Regions from separate parts of the Mus musculus genome. Here regions 2 and 3 are each linked to region 1. A link is a contact called in public ChIA-PET and Hi-C data. All regions are on one chromosome and are shown on one strand. Each heading gives the region's core, a stretch centred on a gene start, on an enhancer-like site or on the middle of the called end of the contact. The rest is flanking DNA. Distances are from core to core; before and after follow the strand shown. Region 1 has its middle 20 kb from the start of Gm34770. Region 2 overlaps Paqr5 (progestin and adipoQ receptor family member V). Region 3 has its middle 5.1 kb from the start of Gm51682.

The links. A called contact is a pair of places that touch in the nucleus more often than the background predicts. ChIA-PET counts read pairs in DNA pulled down with a chosen protein or histone mark.
Region 2: an RNA polymerase II ChIA-PET map of memory CD8 T cells shows a contact between it and region 1, with 8 read pairs. The contact joins two enhancer-like sites. A contact is called at or near these places in 1 of 484 Hi-C or Micro-C datasets (CD4 T cells), 1 of 115 datasets of contacts at active chromatin or transcription factors (memory CD8 T cells) and 1 of 9 other capture datasets (pancreatic islet).
Region 3: a contact with region 1 is called in a Hi-C map of bone marrow-derived macrophages, with 17 read pairs. The contact joins two enhancer-like sites. A contact is called at or near these places in 5 of 484 Hi-C or Micro-C datasets (B cells, bone marrow-derived macrophages, embryonic stem cells and 2 more) and 6 of 115 datasets of contacts at active chromatin or transcription factors (embryonic stem cells, pancreatic cancer cells and regulatory T cell precursor).

What each region holds. Positions count from the first base shown.
Region 1 is chr9:61,679,430-61,682,909 of GRCm38.p6, reverse strand. No RefSeq gene overlaps it. Among named protein-coding and RNA genes, the nearest start is that of Gm34770, 20 kb to the right of the region's middle. Within about 2 kb of position 1,784, at least 110 of the 459 cell types and tissues checked have an H3K27ac peak or open chromatin away from gene starts, as enhancers often do. A contact at or near this core is called in B cells, bone marrow-derived macrophages, memory CD8 T cells and 1 more, where this site is marked.
Region 2 is chr9:61,981,083-61,984,686 of GRCm38.p6, reverse strand. The region is part of intron 2 of Paqr5 (progestin and adipoQ receptor family member V); the gene reads left to right. All of the region lies in intron 1 of Gm35152 (a long non-coding RNA gene), which reads right to left. Among named protein-coding and RNA genes, the nearest start is that of Gm35152, 6.2 kb to the right of the region's middle. Within about 2 kb of position 1,261, at least 75 of the 459 cell types and tissues checked have an H3K27ac peak or open chromatin away from gene starts, as enhancers often do. A contact at or near this core is called in memory CD8 T cells, where this site is marked.
Region 3 is chr9:61,250,638-61,254,130 of GRCm38.p6, reverse strand. No RefSeq gene overlaps it. Among named protein-coding and RNA genes, the nearest start is that of Gm51682, 5.1 kb to the left of the region's middle. Within about 2 kb of position 2,235, at least 73 of the 459 cell types and tissues checked have an H3K27ac peak or open chromatin away from gene starts, as enhancers often do. A contact at or near this core is called in B cells, bone marrow-derived macrophages and regulatory T cell precursor, where this site is marked.

The DNA.
Region 1 (3,480 bases), core at 535-3,034:
TTATTTTCTTCTCAGCCTTCACCTTCCCAGATCCCTGATCACATCTCAGGGATCCTCTTTCTTTCTGGAATCTTCCTGAGTCTCCCTGGAAGAACTGATGGGTCTGTCAGCACTGTCTTGGGGTCTGAGACCGTCCACGTTTAAATTTAAGTGTAGACATGTCTGCCTTCATGAGGCCCTGAGCTTACAGTGGCAGTAGCAAACAGGATGTGCCATCTCCTCCCGGGTCGGCACAGGTGCCTGGTACACAGGCCACAGCCTGTGCTTCTTGAATAGGACTGAAGCCTGGGAAGTGCCCAGCCACATTCAGTGTCATCCCATGGCTAGAGGGGCTCTGAGATCTCACTTAAGGCACGCCCCTCATTTCCTGTAGAAGAGCTGGGGCCCAGTGAGAGGAAGTTACTTCCCTGCTACAAGGGAGCCTTTCTGGGGTGGTGTGGGTCTCCCCCCCAACCAGGACTCTGTCGTTCATTTCCATCTCCAGCACTCAGCAGAACTCTGGGAGGCCAACCTTTCAAGGGCCAGCAGCACACACTCCTCAGTGCTCCTTCTTAGGCCACTCTGAGTTCCTAATATGGCATCAGTCATCCCAAGAGGAGCTCTAGGAGGCACCAGAAACTCTGGGCATTGCTACTGTGGTACCTGCAGGTGATCCTGGCTCTGCTGCTGCTGCTGGAGCAGAGGAGGCTGGCTGTGTGCTGCTTGCTTTCCTCCAGCTTGCTGTATTTTGTGTGTGTGTGTGTGTGTGTGTGTGTGTGTGTGAGGGGTGTACCTATTGTTTTCTTATGTCTGGGGAAGACCAGGAAGGACAGTTGTTTCTCTTTTACACATACACACACACACACACACACACACACACACACACACACACACAGAGAGAGAGAGACAGAGAGACAGAGAGACAGAGAGACAGAGAGACAGAGAGAGACAGAGACAGACAGAGACAGACAGAGACAGAGACAGAGAGACAGAGAAGAGAGATGGGGTGGGGTGGGGGACAGGGAGGAGTGGGGGTTAGAGGAAGAATTGGGGATGGGGTGGAGAGGTGGGGCATATTTCTGAGTCAGTTGCAGATCTGGACCCCTTGAGACAGCAAAATAATCAAAAGAGTTTCTGGGCATTCCCCGAGTCTCCAGCCTTCATCTCTGCAGCCGTTGGCTGAGCCCTAATATATGCCAAGCACTCAAACCTTTTAAACCTTGTGGCCCTATGCTGAAAGAGGAGTTGTTGTTATTCTCAGGAAACGAAGGCCTGGGCTTGAAACATCCACAAAATACCAAGGCCTCCAGTTTACAGGTGGAGGAGCCTCAACTCAGATCTGGCTACCACGGTAGACATCTGTGCTCCAGTTCCTGAGGAAGAGGAGCCCTTCTCGCTGAGTGTGAGCTGAATGTGGTCTCACCTGCTTCACACCTTATCTGAAGTTGCACAATGCTATTTGTCCCCAGCCATGTCAGTAGCTTTCCTGAAAGTGCCCAACCCCAACCTACTCTCCTCCCCCCCCGCCCCCCCCGCCCCCCCCCACCCCCACCCCCACCCCCACCCCACCCCCACCCCCGTCTCCTTCCAAGACTTCTGGGGATGCATTGTACCAGTGACTCTCCACCAAGGTCCTGGGAGGCTGTGTGGCAAGCTGATGTTCCCCGGCTGATTCTGGTTTTGTTTTTGTTTTTAGGTTTTTTTTTTTTTTTCTGGCCTGCTTCCTGCCACAAACTCTCTCTCCCTAGAAACCATCAAGTTGAGGCCCCTCCCTCACCCTAGAAGTAGCTCAGATGTGGAGAGCGTACTTCCTCATCTCAGGCTGTGGGGTTGCCTCCCTGTCTCTGTCTCTAGGGCACAGAATGCACACTGGACCCAGAACGTGGAAACATAGGGCTTCTCTTCCATTCACGACTGCTGTGGCGTTGTTGCCCTTACTGGCTGAGTCCTTGCTCCGGGGTGTCCCTGGGGACAGACACAAAGCCAAATGTGGAAAAGGAGTAAGCTCTTCCTCTGTCTAGCCTCCCCACTTTAGAGATGAGATCAGAAGGAGAGAAAGAATTGACCCAGTCTATAAGCCTGCATAGACATTACAGACACAGCTGAGACTGGGTAACGCCGCAGGGGCTGCAGTTGTCTGCAGACGAGAGACTGACAACCTGGGATCCTTGCACAGCAGGCAGGCGTGGGCCAGTTCACTGGAGCAACATCATAAGCTCCCCAAGGGGATGGGGAATCCGATGGAAAGGAGCTTAGTAGCTTCAGCACCTAAAACTAAGAACTGTGGTCTCTAAGGCTCCTTGCATCTGGGATAATGGGGAATGCCTGCCAGCGGTAGAGAGAGCCTTCTGCACAAAGAGGGCTACTGGCCGTCAACCAGTATGCCCTCTGAAGTGAAGGGCTGGACCCCTTCAAAAGTCACCTCTATTATGTTATCATTGAAGTTAGTGTATGTGGACGCACATTCTGTAGTGTGTGTGTGTGTGTGTGTGTGTGTGTGTGTGTGTGTGTAGGCAGAGACAATGTTGTGGAGTTGGTTTTCTCCTGCTACCTTTACATGAGTTCCAGGGGTGGGCGTTTGGTCATCAGGCCATGTCAGGGTAAACTCCATTCACTAGCTGAGTCACTGCCTCAGCCCGGGTCTGAGCCTCTTAATATACCCTGTGGGTTCAGTGTCTGAGTCCATGAGGGGTCCCTACATAGAGAGAATCTCAGGCCTAGGAGATGGGTATAGAACATTGCAGAAGCTCAGCAGGAATTGGTGCCAGAGCCATCTTGGTTTGGTTCAAGGACTGTGGCCTATACACCTCTGTGTCCTTGGGATCTTGGAGAATGGAGTCCAGTGGTCCTGTCTCGTGAGGTGAACAGATCTGTCATTTCATTCTGGCCTCTCCTCTACTTGGCTGTGTCCATGGGTGTGTGACCTGTCACCTGAGTGGGGTTTTGCACTCCCATCCTGGCAGCAGCAACTCCGCCCCTGTGAGGTCTTATGCAGATACGTGACGCTCTTGACCTGAAGCTGAGGGCGGAAGTGGTTTGAATCCCACATCTTGATTTACTGGGTGGGGTAGTCACCCTTCACCGTTGCTTTTTCAGTCCAGACTGGATGTGGTTTTCTTGCTCTCTCTCTCTCTCTCTCTCTCTCTCTCTCTCTCTCTCTCTCTCTCTCTCTGTGTGTGTGTGTGTGTGTGTGTGTGTGTGTAAGAGAGATACAGAATGTCTTAGTTACCCTTCTTTCTTTGTCCCTCAAAGTCTGCCCTCTTTGAGGCACTAAGGACTCCCCAAAGCTGGCCCATCATGGCCAGACGTCATGGAGCCCAGTCAGGCACAGACAGGCCTGGGAAGATTGCAGTGCACATTAGTGGAGAGAGAGCATTTCTGATGCAGGTGAAAGTGGAGTAGGGGTGTCTTGCATGAATGTCACAGAAAATAAAATAACGTGAAGTAATTACACTTCATTTTATCTCCGTGGGCTCTTAAATCACATCAGCTGTTACCTCA
Region 2 (3,604 bases), core at 12-2,511, 300 kb before region 1:
ACATTTTTTTAAGCTTTGGCTAACAATATCCTATAACAAATATCAATAGAGAACTCATAGTCATAATTAATATAATTACCCACAACAGACCAAATTGGAGCTCTCTTGTTTCATTGACTCCTTCTAATCATTGTGTATCTTATCTAAATGAAATCCACATGTTCACTTTTCTTAGCCTTCTCACTGGTCGAAATGAACATAGTTTAAGGTCAAATTGCCTACATATTTTAGGAAGTTATCCTGGAATCATTTAGAGAATGAAGTACACACCTCTGAACTGCTCCCCCCCCCCAAAAAAAAAGCCTTCAGGGGCTGAAGAGATGGCTTAGTGCATAAACGCATTGGCTACTTATACAGAGGACCCAGGTTTGGTTCCTAGCCCATGTTAACTTCCAGCTGTCTGTAACACCAGTTCCAAGGGATGCAACGCCCTCTTCTGGCCTCCACAGGCACTGCATACACATGATGTACAGACATTACACGCAAAATAACCCACACATGAAATAAAAAATCTGGAAGAAAAAAAAAAGCTACCAACTCCAGCAAGCAACTCAAACCATGTGCACCCTGCCTGGCTTGGGATTTTTGTCAAATTCTGGCCTTTGATAGCTTCCTTCTACTTCCTTAACCAGTTCTTACAAATTTGGTGGCTTATGTAACAGCCTCACACACTTCAGACCCCAGGTTCCATACCTAGCACTGAAGAAACAAAAGGAAGGGCAATAGACCAGCAATCATTATCTTCCAGCCCTGTACAGTGCAAGTGTGCTGTGGGTGGATGGGCCAGAATCCCAGTTAAGACGCAGAGAGAAGAGCTCCTTGCTCTTCCCACTCCTTGGCTCCATCTTGAAATCCAGCAACTTTGCATCACTCTGACCTTTCTGCCTGCAAACCTCAACCTAGATACACCCTGGTTTTTGTCTTTTCCCTGTGCCAGCCTTTCACGTCCTTTTGTGTTTATGTTCCATAACATTCTTGTTTGTTTATTTGTTTGTTTTGTCTTGAGACAGGGTTTCTCTGTGTAGCCCTGGCTATCCTAGAACTAGCTCTGTAGACTCAGGGATCCACCTGCCTCTGCCTCCCAAGTGCTAGGACTAAAGGCGTGCGCCACTAATGCTAAGCTTAGTGTTTTCACTGCACCTGGTTCAAACAGCTTCAAAGGAGGAAGGAGTAGGCTCAGAGATTTCAGTATGTCACAGCAGGGAGGGTGTGGCCCAGCAGCTAACAGCACAGCAATCAGGAAGCAGAGAAAAGGGACACAGGAAGGGACCAAGACAAGGTAGAGTTCCCATGGTAACCTCCACTGATCAACTTCCTCTAACCAGGCCCCACCGCCTGCCTTTCCACACCTCTCATAAAGCTTAGAGCACACTTCCATCAGGACATCCATCCACTGTCTGTCTAGGTTAGAACCCTCAGTATCCAGTCATTTCCCAAAGGCCCATCAGTGGCAGACAGCCACGCCCCCAGTGCATGATCCCATGGGGGTATTTTAGACTCAAACCTTAACACCCTACCCTGTCTCCATCTTGTTGTCCTTACTTAAAGGCAACATCCCCTTCTGAGAGAAACTGGACTCTGGGCACAGAGGTGGCAGCTGGGTTGCAAGGACAGAGGTGTCAGTGTCTGCCAGGAAGCCTGTTAGAAACGCCGCCTCTCCTCCAGGCCTGCTGGGGCAGCCTTATAGTTCCAGCTCTCTAGAGGCAGTAGCAGGAGGTTCAGGAGTTCGAGGCCAGTTTCACCTACATAATGAGTTCAAGTTCAGCCTGGGCTACATAAAAGTGTCCCAGATAATCATACATAAATAATTGCAGACTCTTATACAAGCCACCAAGTGCAGTGAGACCCTTGGGTGACCTGCCAAAGAGCCGGTTTAGGGATGACGCTGACAAACCAGGGAGGAAGCGCTGAGGATTAGATCCTACTGGCTATCTCCTCTCAGCTCGGGTACCGGAAGGCCAAGATCAGGTGAGGGCAGGGCTGTTCCTCTGGGGCCTCCTTCTTGTAGCCTCTTCACTGGGGTCCACACCTGGGAACTCTGTCAATCCAGACTTCCTCTTCTGAAAGTCACCAGCCACACTGGATAACAACCCACTCTAAATGGCTTAATTTTAAGTGTCATCCTCTCGGGGAGACCCTGTTGCCAGGGCTGAGGTTGTAGCTCAGCTAGAACCCTTGCCTAGAATGAATGAAGCCATAGGTTTGCTCTCCATCAGAGAATGGTGGTACACTCCTGTCATCTCAGTACTTAGGCAGGAGGATCAGAAGTCCGAGGTCATCCTTGTCTACATGGGGAATTCGAGGCCAGCTTCAAATACAGGGTGTTGGGGTAGTAGTATTTTAATGTGTAAAGTTGAAGGGAGACATAATTCTGTTTCTCAGAGTAGGACTGGAGTGTCCTGTACCCTAAGGGATGACAGTTGTACCTCTCAACAGTCCCTGCTTAGCAGTGTGGGAGGGGTGCATCATGGCAGAAAGTGGAGGCCTGAGGCCTGACTCCCGAGACTGATGGGAACATGGAGAGATGCCGCCACCACCTCCACCACCACCACCCTCCATCCTGAGGTCAATCCAGGACTCTTCTTTATAAGGAGGATGTGAAGATTCTGTGGCACTTGGACAGGAAGTGAAGAGTACGCTAGAAGCCAGCTGTCTTCCCTTCCCTCTCCACCCCGTTCTTCCCTCTTCCCTTTTTTCACCATCAAAATCTGTTACTTACCGCAGACCAGAGATACTCATTTATTTTCCCCTTGGGTGATTTGCAGTTTAATAGCTAGAAAAACCAGAGGGTGGAATTTCAGGCTTCAGCTGGGGGGCGCACCGGGGTCTCAGGGAACATTCTGTGATGCTGAGCCAGCCACAAGCGCTAAAAGAGCTAAGAGGCCACCTGGAGGGTCTTACTCCTAATAGGCTGCACACAGCTCGCTTCCATTTCGCTCTAAATTGCCCAGTCTGCTACCGTAGATGCAAAGTGGGACCCTAAAAACTGCTTCTGCTGTGCAAATAAGCAGGTGCCTGAGAACTCAGAGCGAGTTGCGGGTGGAGGGAAGTTGGAAATGAAGCCAGACTTCAGAGTAACGAGGAGATGATTGTAATTTGCCGTTGGGGATCAAGCTGAGCTTGGAATACAAAAATTGTTTTCAAATGTTCTCTTTGCTGTTTCGATGTATGTAGCCCGTGTTCTGTGAGGATCAACTCCATGAGGAGGGCTTTGCTGAGGCTGGGATGTCATGGGGGAGGGAACCTTCGGCCTTCTTGTGCTCAAAGCTGCTAGGAGCAGGAGCGCACCTGAGTGCTGGCAATTCTGTCCAGTAAACAGAGGTTCACTCTAGGGAGGGCAGGAGTGGATCCGTTGTGTTATCTCAAGTGAAAGCCATTTTGTCTTGGGTCACAGAGAGCTGTTGTCTTTTTTCATTCCCTATCCACCTGCCATGACCTCTCAGGGGCTACCTGATATCCTGCCCCTACCACATGCACCATGTTGGGCTTGTCATACATGGAAAGGTCAAAATAATGGGACATATGGAGGTAGGCTCTTTTAATAAGTACCCAGCCCTGGCTTCTGTAACCAAGACCTCTTCTCCCAACCTCAGATCTGGGACCA
Region 3 (3,493 bases), core at 986-3,485, 430 kb after region 1:
AGAGAGAGACAGAGAGAGACAGAGAGAGACAGAGAGAGATGCTGGATCTCAGTTCCTTTCTCCTGGCCCGAAGCCCAAGCTAGGTCTTCGCTCCTCAGTGTAGTGTTTTGCATGAGAACAGCCCCCATAGGTTTGTATGCTTGAATGCTTGATAACCAGTTGGTGAAAGTGCTTGGGAAGGATGGGTGGCTTTGATGGAGGAGGTGTGTCAATGGAAGGGGAAGGGGTGGGCTTTGACGTCTCAAAAGCCCAACCCATCTTATTGAGTTCTCTCAGCTTTATGCTTGTAGGTCATATGTGATTGATCAGCTACTGCTCCAGCTACATGCCTGCCTGCTTGCTGTCATGCTCCCAGCCATAATGGTCAAGGATTCACCCTCTGAAACTGTAAGCCAGCCCCAATTAAATGCCTTCTTTTCTAAATTGCCTTGGTTATGTTGACTCTTATCAGCAATAGAAGGGTAGCTAAGACACTTAGTTAACCCTTTCTGGAAACACTCTGATGGCCTTTTCTTTCCATGGTGATTCTAGTTCCAACCATTGGCATTCAAGACTAACCACCAAACGGAACAATGGACTGTTCCTAGTTACTTCTTTATTTCCTTTCCCCCTTCCCTCTTTCCCTTCCTCCCTGTTTTTCTTCTCCAAATCAGAGAGTCATCCCATTTCAACCCCAAATCCTCTGGCAAGTTATGTGACTCTATCTTACAGACATCTCCCCCAGCTGGCCCATGTCCCACCTTGTTTTTCTGGTCCCCAGCTCAGCTACTGTGTTTCCAGCAGGATCCACTGTCTCATCTCATTCCTAGGGATGTTGCTTCCACTCTAGTCCCTAAGTTTTCCTGAATGGGAACCAGAGCTCCTTCAAAGTAGAAGTTCTCATTCAAATCTGACCCCGTGCTTTCCCACATCACATGGGATAACGTCAGACTGCCTTCTGTGGCATTCCACAGCAGCACCCAGTTCCAACAGCAGGCCCTCCTCTCACAGGGGCTTTCTGAGGTCACCTTTGTGAATTAGAAGCCCTTACTACATGCTCTCACACACTACTGCAGGGAGTCCTGACCTTGGGCATTTGGGAAGGATGGTTCTGAGAAGTGCATTGTGGGAGGCCAAGCAGCATCAGTGACCTCTATTTACCAGATGCTGCAGGCAACGTCCTTCCAGTTGTGACCATTCAAATGTTTTCCCATGTTGTCACAAGTCCTTGGAGGTCAACTGTTCCCCTAGCTGCTCTACAGGATATATCAGTGTCTAAAGCCAATGCCGCTGACAACACTCTTCTTCTTTATGGAGGGAGCAGGGAGGAGGAGACAGATAATGGATACATTAAGTAAATTATATCTACTCTACAAGGTGACATGGCTTCCATACAGCAGTTTGGGGGTGATTATCACTGATGGGGGGTACCCTCTTTATATTTGTCAGTTAGTTTTGAGAAGAATCCCTCTCTGCTAGGAGAATGCTCCAGTCTGGGTGGCATCAAACTCTTAATCCTCTTACCTCCGCTTCCCAGATGAGAACGTGTGTGGCACCATACCAGGCCTGGGGGTGTAATTTTAAGTAGGGTGGTCAGGATAAACCTTGTTGGAAAGGTGATTTCATACTTACTGCTATTATTGGTTTATTCATTCTTATTACTTATTAATGCATAGGTCATTGTAACTGGCCTGGCAGAAATGAATATATTCTGAAGAGACACCTGTAGCCCTCCAGTTGATCATCAGACTCATTTCACTCAACTGAAACTTGAGTGAGACTCTGGAGCTCTTTGTTCCTCTTCCCAAAGTGGGAACATTTCAACAAATCTCATTTTTTTCTGCATTCTTTTCTATTAACTTGTTTCATTTCTTCTTGAGGAGAGGTGGCAGAAGCTGACTCCTTGGGGTACAGACTGTGACTTCAAGTTCGGTAACATCACGACATGAAATTATATAATCTTAATTTTATTGTAATTATAATTTCTTAATTTTATTGTAATTATAATTCCTTGTCTTTATAGCTAGACAGAGTCTGTGCGGGCACAAACTGTTTCTGCCATGTTTGATATCTTGTAAAGCCGTGTGGGGTCAGCCAGCACACCACACTCCCATTGTGAGGCTCCAAGGGGAAGAGAAAGAGGAGGACATCTTACAAGGGCCAGAGGTAGGAGCAGAAGGGGACAGGGCCTGTGTCAGCAGAGACAGCGGAGGGAGAGAAGGGAACAGGCTGCACTTTCATCCTCCCTGGCCTGCCTTCCTCTACACTAAGAGGAAGCACCCCGCCACCCACCACTTCCCTTCAGAGGCCCGCAGAGGGTTTCCTCAACCTGGACAATTTCCCCAGAGTAGGCTGATCCCGTCTGCCGTGTATGATAAAGCCCATTTCTTAAGGAAGACATGAATGGCTGTAATCAGATACACTGTTTGCCATGCTAAACAAAATGAGCAAGAAGAAAAAAAACCCAGCTAGGCTATAATTATGGGTGTAATATTTCAGCCCATTAGCAAAAAAATGTCTCAGAAACCTGCTGCTTCCTTCGCCTTCTCAGCTAAGAAAGATGGGGAAGCTAAGCTAGAGAAGTCGAGCAAGAGCGCTAAGCACTGAGGCAGGGGCCTGATTAATTGCTTTTACATCTCCCCAGTTCTATTCTGACAATTCTGATCTTTTTGCTGAACAAGATAAAAAGACAAACTTTTGCCCCTTTGTGCGGCTCTGAGAGACGGCCATCTTCCTTCGTGTCGCCCAGCCTGACTCAGGACGATTAAGTGTCTGCCATTTACAAAGCATTCAGTAAACTCAGGAGTCTCGTTTGATTTTGATTTGGAATTTAAACCATTTATGTATGTATGTATGTATGTATGTGTGTGTGTGTGTGTGTGTGTGTGTGTGTGTGTGTGTGTGTATGTATGTATGTATTTATTTATTTTGTTGAGATAAGGCCTTGCTTTGTAGGCCAGGCTGGCCCCATTCTCACAATCCTGCTCGGCTTCTAAGTAAGTACTGGGATGGCAGGCCTGCACTACCATGCTTAATACCAACTCAGTCCCTTCTACAATAATAGTTATCGTAGGCTTCTTGCTATGTTCTATCCCCCTTGTAAAGACTTTGAAGTCTATATTTCATTTCCTCTCTGGGAGTGATGGGAGGTAGAGGGATGACTCTCTGGCCAGCTGCAGAGGACTCTTCAGGGGATGTGAGAGCCACAGAGATGGTAGGAACAAAAAGCCTGGCATACAAGAAAAGTCTGTTGGATGAGACATGTGCTCAGATGGATGGGTGGGTGAATACATAGATGATCTGAATAGATGAGGTCAGGTGGGTGGACTGTGTTCGATGGGTAGATAAATGATGGCAAGAACAAAGACATGAAAATCTACACAGAAACTGCTAGACTCTTATAGAGTTTGGTTCATCTGAGGTTCAAGGCAGGGAGCTAGAAAGTCTTAGGCAAGGGGCTGGCTCTAATTATCAGAGTCACTCATACATGATTGACTTCCAGAGAGCAGGGCAT